2 separate regions of the Zea mays genome follow, and region 2 is linked to region 1. The links are chromatin contacts, called in public Hi-C maps. All regions are on one chromosome and are shown on one strand. Each heading gives the region's core, a stretch centred on a gene start, on an enhancer-like site or on the middle of the called end of the contact. The rest is flanking DNA. Distances are from core to core; before and after follow the strand shown. Region 1 holds the start of LOC100274396. Region 2 holds the start of LOC100280169 (Aspartic proteinase A1).

Region 1 (4,185 bases), core at 932-3,431:
AAATTAGTTAAAAACATCCAAACAATCTATCTAATAGTTTAGTTATTAGTTTTTTTTTAGCAAATTAGCTAATAGTTAGCTAGCTATTTATTAGAGCAACTCTAGTGGTTCTCTAAAAGACTTCCTAAATCAATAATTTAGGTAGTTAACATGAAAACTATTCTCCAACAGTTCTCTAAATGAACTTTCTAAATTTAACAACTTGTCATCTAACCTCATTTTCTCTCTACATTTGGCAACCATTTAACAACTCCCTAAACAAAAATGTTGACTGTATTATATAGTTTTTGTGACTTATTTTTATGTGGATAAATACAAAACAAAATTACAACCTATATTTAGAGAACTATTGGAGAACTCACATTTTTTTACTCCAAAAGCTATTTAGCAACTTCTTAAATATGTGATTTAGAGAGCTAAAATTTACATAACTATTGGAGTTGCTCTTAGCTAGTTAATTTCACTAGCTATTTTTAGCCAACTAACTATAAGATCTAGTGCATTCAAATATCCCCTAAAGGCGGTCATATTTTTAGATGCTAGTGAATGTGAATGACATTATGGCAAGCTTGACCATATGATTTGTGATGGACGTCAAATACCAAAATCGATTATAGGAAATGGTTAAGCCCATTTTCCTTTGAGTAGCCAAAGTCTTTGAGTGTTTGCCTCATCCAAAGCAATTGCACACAGCAATACCCTCCGGCAATATACTTGGCCTCGGCGGTGGATAGGGCAGCGAAATTCTATTTCTTTGAGCTCCAAGACGCTAGGGACCTCCAAAAAAACAGACATGTCCCTAATGTGCTCTTCATATCTACCTTGCACCCGACATAATCGGAATCCGAGTACCCAATTAGATCAAAGGTAGACTCCTTAGGTTACCAGAGCCCAAAGTGAGGCTTGTGAACTGAATGTCTCAAAATCTACTTCACTGCCACAAGGTGGTATTCCTTAGGATCAGATTGAAATCTAGCACAAATACATACGAAAAACATAATATCTGGTGTACTTGACATTCCTTAGCAGCTAAGGGAGTGTTTGAATGCATTATAGCTAAAGTTAGCTGTTAAAATTAGTTAAAAATATCCAAACAATCTATCTAATAGTTTAGTTATTAGGGTCTGTTTGGTTGGGCTGTGGCTGTGGAAAAAGTTGCTGTGGGCTGTGAGCTGTGGAAAAAGCTGATGTAGGCTGTGTGCTGTTAAAAAGCTAAAAATCGTTTGGTGGAAACCACTAAAAGTCGTTAAAAGTTCTTCGATATATGTTTTCACAGTTCCATCCAAAAGCCACTAAAAGCAGGTCCAGGGGTGCTTTCAGTTTTGCACTACGAGAAAGTCGGCTTTTAGAAAAAGCTGCTTCCTGGATCCAGCCCTTTGGTTGGCTTTTGGCTTTTAGGGGGCAAAAGCCAAAGCCAAAAGCCAAACCAAACACACCCTTAGTTATTTTTAGCAAATTAGTTAATAGTTAGCTAGCTATTTATTAGCTAGTTAATTTCACTAGCTATTTTTAGCCAACTAACTATAAGATGTAGCGCATTCAAATATCCCCTAAAGCTGGTCATATTTCAGCTAAACACTAACAAACCTAGCTGCTAGTGAATGTGAATGGCATTGTGGCAAGCTCGACCCGTTACATGCTACAGCAGTACAGCGCCACTGCCCGCCCCCCTCGCCTCGCCCGCCGGATCCGACCAAATCCAATCCGACAGCGGCGGGCCTCCAGCACTCCACTGCGCCCGTGTCCGCTGCCGACGGGGTGCTATAAATGGGCCGGAGCGCGGCCCGGCACGGCGTGCGCTGCAGACGGGTCGGATCTGAGACGAGACGATCCCCCTCCCCTCAGGCCTCGTTCTAGACGGAATAAATCAGTACGATTTAGAATCTGATTCAGTTTGGTGTAGATGTTCGTTTTGAACTGATCCGAAAATAAACAATCTGGTTTGGACTTTCTTCCCTCAATCTTGTACCTAGAATAAGTACAGGTGATCCAACTTTTGGATTAGTTCCTAGCATGAAAATGAGGTGGTGATCGGAATAAGTGGCAAACCAGGTTTCACTCATTCCTGGGCTGGTTTAATTACCGGCCTGGCTTGAACCATGGCGTGCCGAACTGGGCCTCAACCGGAACTTGTTTTACCCCATCTCATCCCACTGACTCCACCCACCCGCCCGCTGCCTCCGCCGGATCTCGTCGGACTCGGATCCGCCCGACCACCCCGCGCCGCCGCCGCGCAGCAGCAGCAGGTGAGCGTCCCTTCTCCTTCGGTCCGCTAGGCGCCTCCGCTGGCGCTCTGCGTTCCGGTGCCCGCTTCCTCTCCCTTCGCCCGTAGGGTTTTGTTCTCGTTGTCTGTGTGTCAAAACAAAGGCGGGCGGTTCTAGGAGCTGCGGGCTCCCGCAATGGTTGGTTCCGCGGCCAGCTGCTGCTCGCTCGGTCAGGCGGTACGCTCCGGCGCGCGTCTCGCGCATTCCTTGCCGCCATCCATCCAAAGCTGGGGCTCGGCATCCTAGGTTCCCTGGTTTCGTTCGTTCGTGCCGAGAAATGGTGAAAATACCTTTGGCTACAGCGAAAAAAACGTGTGTATATATCCAAACAAAAGCTGGGAAATACTAACAAAGGTTGTACCTTGTACCCTTTCACAGCAGACTCCATTATGTCAATGACATCAAATTTCCATCCATTCTTCTGGGCATATTTCTCGTACCTGTAACGTAGAAGAATCAAGCTTAGCGACATAGAGTGATGATCACACACATTAGCTGCAGAGCAAGATAACTGACATTCTAAATATATCCATTGCAAACAAAGAAGCCTCTTTCTCCTCCAGTTCCTGCAATATGACATCACCGTCAGTCTCACTTGTTGCCCAATAACTGAAAGGTGAATTGTGCTCATGTGCGTACAAGGGCAAGATCTGGTTTACCTGCCCGCACCTCCAATATGCAATCCTTTTCATCTGCTTCATCCTTTGGAAGCAGCGATCTAAACAGTTCATGCTGCAATCGTTTCTCCTCCTCGACAGCCACAAGAAGCTCCTCTGCTGCCATCTCACACATGTCTTTCTCTTCACGATCATTTGCTACCAAAGATTTGAGACCCTCGATTTCCTATGATCGGAACATAAATAGACTCCTCTGAATCCTCAATAGTTCATACATTGATACATACAGTAGGTTGTGTCTTGTTTAAAAAATGTAACAAGATCACAATTCACAACCTCCTGTTTCGATCTCAGGTCTTTGATCAATTCCATGGTGCTCTCCAGCTTGTGGAACTCCTTGTTAGCCCTCGAGTACTCTTCCGGCGAGGCGGCTGGCTGTCTTTATTAACACCAACTCACATCAAGGCTATTGCAGCTAGTCTAACTTAAAATTACCGTACAATGATAATGGTTCCTCTCTTGTTACAACTGAAAAAGCATTAAAGAGAAGCTGTCCCATCTGAAATTACCTGGTTGATTTGCTCTTGGAGGTACGCGCTCCTCTGCTCGATCAACTTCATTCTCTGCTCCATGATCTCCACTAGGTTCGTAGGGAGTTGCTGGCTCATCTCTGATACCAAAAAAGAACAAAAAAAATTTAAAAAGGGGACTGAAACAAGATTTCGAGAGCGTTCTGCTCTTCTTGCAGCATTTTTTTAGAAATAGTCAAGTTATGAAGTGATACACAGCGCAATCATACTATCGTCTGCGAAATCGAAGCTGAAAGAGGGGAGGAAGCAAGAAGGGAGAGGAGAGGTGCTCACCGGCGGTGGAGTAGAACCGTGGAGAAAGGCAGGGTCGCTCTAGACCGCAGGAGGCGACGCTACGACAGAGGAAGTGTTGTGGCGGAGCCGCCAGAGAGCGGCGAGGGCGCCTCCGCCGCATCGGCATAGGTGATGCTGCATCGCGGCGGCGGGGCGGCGGAAGTATGAATCTACTGGTGCTCGTTGCCTTCGGGTTCGGCCTGTCCTCTTTGACCAAAGCGCCTCTTACATAAGGCTTACGTACTTGATCAATTCCGCCTTCTGTTCAGCTTACGGCGTAGTAATACCTTCTCAAAACAGGTATTTTTAATGGTTTTTGCAAGATATCATATATAAGCCAAGTTTTCGTACAAACTTCGTGTAAAACAATTAACAAAAGTTACAAAAAAAATCTTAAAAATATAGATGTACTTCATTGTCTACTCTAGCACCGTATAAAAT
Region 2 (4,185 bases), core at 597-3,096, 550 kb before region 1:
CATCGAACACGCACAGACCAACCTGGCTGCACACCCTCTGTGGATCCGTCTGCATGCAGTGTCAAGGGCAGATTAACTGGAGTTCAGAGCTAGCTAAACAGAGGTATGAAACGCAGAAACTCTAGCTAGCTAGCGCTAGCAGACCTGTGCGATGAGCATGTCGAGGATCATCTCTCCGTACTGGCTCACAACTTCCTTGCACTCCGTGCTGATGATCCCGTCTGCCCCGATCGCTTCGTTCACCTGGGCAATTATGGCCTGCAAGAAACATCAGACATGTCTGCTGTCTGTTAGAGAACTTCATCCAAAGTACAAGTACAGAGAAACTTGAGGAGGAGGATCATCGGTATGGACGGAGAGTGGAGACAGAGAACGACATACCGTTGGGCCAGCGAGCAAGGAAGTCCCGGAGTCGACGATGGCAGCGCACCCCTTGGCGCAGAAACCGGTGGAGTGGCCGTCGATGAGAAGGTCCCCCATGTCGAACTGCCAGTATCCCTTGCGGGAGACGGGGACGTAGGTGTGGTTCCCGCTGAAGTGCGCAGGGTCGACGCCGCCGAAGACGAGCTCGCCGCCGGCCGCCGCCGCGTCCGGGCTCCGGTTCAGCCAGAAGGAGAAGACGTCCTCCGCCAGCAGCTCCTGCTCCTGCATGCTCTGCCTGGCAACCTACATGTGATGGGCCGGCCGCCGCCCGCCGGCGGGTGCAAGAGCAATGAGATAGATACCTACCAGATCGGAGGAGCCTTGCCGACGGAGATCTCGGGGTATCCGAGACCGAGGATGCCGTCGAACTTGCCGATTATGAACGTTATGCTGCTTTCGCGCGTTGTCTCGATGAACTTCTGCAATGTGTGGGTTGGTTTAATTTGAGAGCGTCGGAGCAGAGATATGTGTCAACGACACTGAAGGCAGGCAGGAGGTGTTAGATTTTGACCTGGTTTTTGACGGTCAGGTCCCCGACCAGCACGTCGTCGTCGCTGAAGAACCCGGCGATCGAGCCGGAGCCGTAGGTGATCTTGCAGGTCTCGCCTGGACGAATTGAGCAAGAAAGAGATGCGCTTTGGACTATCCGAAAACCCAAGAAGAGGAGAAAGATGAGAAGACGGTGATGAGGCGTGGCCAGAAATGTATACCGTACCGTCCGCCTTGTACGTGCTAGACTTGGCCGACTTGTATCTGTGGTGCAGGTAGCAGGCAATCTGCATGCGCGCAGTCGAACAAAATATACAATAAATAAATTCAGTGGAAGGAGTGAAGGACTAGTAAGCGCCAGGCAGAGAGCCAGAGAGAGAGAAGGAAAAGCAAGCAAGGAAGGAAGGGAACCGGACCGAGAAGTAGCATCTGGAGGAGGGGACCCAGAGGTTGGAGCTGCCGGTGTCGAAGATGACGGTGAAGTTCTGCGGCGGCGTGCCGATGCCGACGACCCCGTAGTACTGGGTGTTGAGGTAGTCGACGAGAGGGACGTCGCCGCCGCCGGAGGCCCCGAGACGGCTTGCCTCCTGCTGCCTCGCGGCCTTGGCCGCCGCCAGCGCGCGCTGGTCGAGCCCGCCGCCGCGCCTGCTGAGCCCGACCCTCAGCAGGCCGCCGGCGCCGGCGCCAGCGCCGTGAGGGGACGCGTGCAGCAGCAGCGCGCACGACAGCGCCCACAGGCAGGCGGCTGCTGCCGGCAGCAGGAGGTGGCCGCGCCCGCGCCCCATGATCCTACAGGTAGCGCCCCATGAGCCGAGGCAGCAAGCGAGTCAACGGCAGGTAAGGCGGTTGGAGCAAGAAACTACTCACCTTGTTGTCTTGTTAGCGTGTTCTACCTTCTTTTTCTTCCGAACAAGTGCTGGAGAGCGGTTTGATGAGGAGGAAGAAGAGTGGCCAAGTGAGTGAGTCAAGGCGGAGAGGGGGAAAGAGGGCCTTGAGGCGTCTAGGCGACAAACACAAACACTGGGATTGGCATCGTCCACGTACTACTACGTCCAGTCCCCCTGTCCTGTGCCTGTCTTTCTTGAAGCTACTCACTCGGACGACCCGGCGGGCGCATTGATGCGTCGACGTACGAATGTGTCACCCGAGCGTGGGCCTGGCCCGTGCGTCAGTCCCCACAGCGGCGGAGGTAGGTTTGTGGGTGGTTCGTGATTGGGCGGGCGCGTGTTGCACACCCCGGAGGATATCTTTATATTACGAGGGACCCCCAAAAAATCTATTTCTTCCTATGCACGAGGCCGTACTAGAGGCAAGATTATTTCTTATGTCCCTACTCCCTAGTCCCTACCAGGGTTCACCAAACCGGTTGGGCTTTATGTATTGAGATGAGTTGAGTTGAAATTTAAACTAATTTACGCTACAATCTATCTTAACACACGTGGATTAAGGTCAATACTAGAGAACTCAAATAAAAGCCTTAATGGGTGAAAACCGACCGGGACCGATAGCCGGTTTATCGTGACAAACCGGTAAAAATCGGCCGAAATCAAAATCGTTTAGTTTTTTTAATTCAAAACAGTTCGAAACCGATAAATCGTCCGATAAGTCTGATTAATCGACTTCTGCCCTGATAAACCGGTGGCATATAAACGGAAACCGAGCCATGTGTAATTTTTTTGCAAATAAAGCACATTGAGGCCTCCTAATTTGAACAAAAGATCACCACCAAACATTATCAACAAGTCCAATAACAACATTTAGCAGTTCAAATACCTTACATGCCATCGTTTCATAGTTCACAACCAACATCGAAGATACAGATACATGTTTTATAGTTCACAGTTGCTCCTCCGTCGAAGATCGTTCCCACGGGAGCGCATTCCACTGATGTTATGCTTGTGCCATATTGTACTCCTCTGTTGATAGAAACATAATACCTTGATCACGCATCAATTGTGCCTTGTACTCTACCCAGGTCTGACTCGTCCACGCAGAAGTCGTACTCCACGGCTCCGCCAACAATTGGTAGTACTCAGTGTCCTCCCATTCATACACCCACCTCATTGGTTGTTGTGTCACCTCACCAACCGGATAATTGACATACGAAAGTAGGGGTGAAGACGAGCCTTGTCTTTCATTGCTAGAATCGGGGGTCCAATATGCTTGTTGTAGGCCTTGGTGTTCGATCCCTGTGTGAGTAGTCCTACGCTCCTCAGGTGCGCCGTTATCTTGGTCTTGTGTAGCGTATGCGTTCTAGGACTGTCGTACATATTTATGAAAACATGGTTAGGTGTCAATCACTAATTTATTGAGAATTAAATGTAATGGTACTTGTGAAATGTGTCGGAGCTATCTGAGACCTACCAGCACCACCATTACCACCACCATTACCACCACCAGTAGCACCAACATCGCTACAGCCAGCACCACCACCAGCATCATCGGAAGACGTCACCGAACTGCTACCGGCAGACTCTTGGTATTGTGGAATTTTATCACCACTATCGGTCTCATCATCGCTAGCCACCGCTATCTTTCCTTTCTTGCTTGTTTTTTCGTAACACGAACCGCGCCTTTCTCTTACCAACATAAGTGTCCCCCACATTCTTCTTTGTCCACTTAACCAAATTTTCTTTTGGCAAATTTTCTTTTGGAGTGCCTTTAGCCACGATGCTTGATGGTAATGGTGTGTCACTCTCAGTGTCCTCCTCATCTAGCACTGGATCAGTGTTTGAGCAACCCATTTCCATCCACTGACGGATTGGATTGTTGGTGTCATATAAGGACAAGTCCATCAACTATGAAAATGGATCATCCTCCCCTTGCACAATTGTGAACCCAGTTACATCCTTTAGGCATAGCCTCAGGTTGTAGTTCACATACACAAGATTATGGAGCTTCTGATGCGACAGCCGATTCCTCACCTTTGTGTGCACCAAAGCAAACGTGCTCCAATTGCGTCCACAACCACTAGAGGAACAACACTGTGAAACCAATCTCAAAGAAAGCTTTTGTAACGTCGGAGTGTCTGAACTCTGAACCAAACACGGGCCACCATTATGCTGCAAAAAGTAGCACATTCACATGACGTACAAAAGCCTTAATGTACTTGTGACAACGCAGAATTATTTACGAGGCGAAGTGTTGTGATCGTACGCCATTTTTCAGCTAAAGGTCTACCAAACTCCCCTTGCTTTCTTTCGTAGAAATCAACCTCCACAAGTGCTTGAGCTGATGTACCCACATTAGTCATATATTCGAATGCATACCGAA

What was found. Hi-C and Micro-C count contacts between places; a contact is called where the count stands out from the background.
Region 2: a contact with region 1 is called in a Hi-C map of ear, with 1.6 times the contacts expected there. The contact joins the promoter of LOC100280169 here to the promoter of LOC100274396 in region 1. A contact is called at or near these places in 2 of 25 Hi-C or Micro-C datasets (ear and tassel).

Annotation. Positions count from the first base shown.
Region 1 is chr10:88,326,982-88,331,166 of Zm-B73-REFERENCE-NAM-5.0, reverse strand. LOC100274396 reads left to right here and starts at 2,181. Exons shown (of 12, transcript NM_001148756.1): 1 at 2,181-2,246. It also overlaps the pseudogene LOC103642603.
Region 2 is chr10:88,879,838-88,884,022 of Zm-B73-REFERENCE-NAM-5.0, reverse strand. LOC100280169 (Aspartic proteinase A1) reads right to left here and starts at 1,846. Exons shown (of 12, transcript NM_001360696.1): 1 at 1,780-1,846; 2 at 1,329-1,701; 3 at 1,139-1,199; 4 at 935-1,029; 5 at 730-842; 6 at 382-658; 7 at 145-258; 8 at 1-49. The coding sequence starts at 1,697.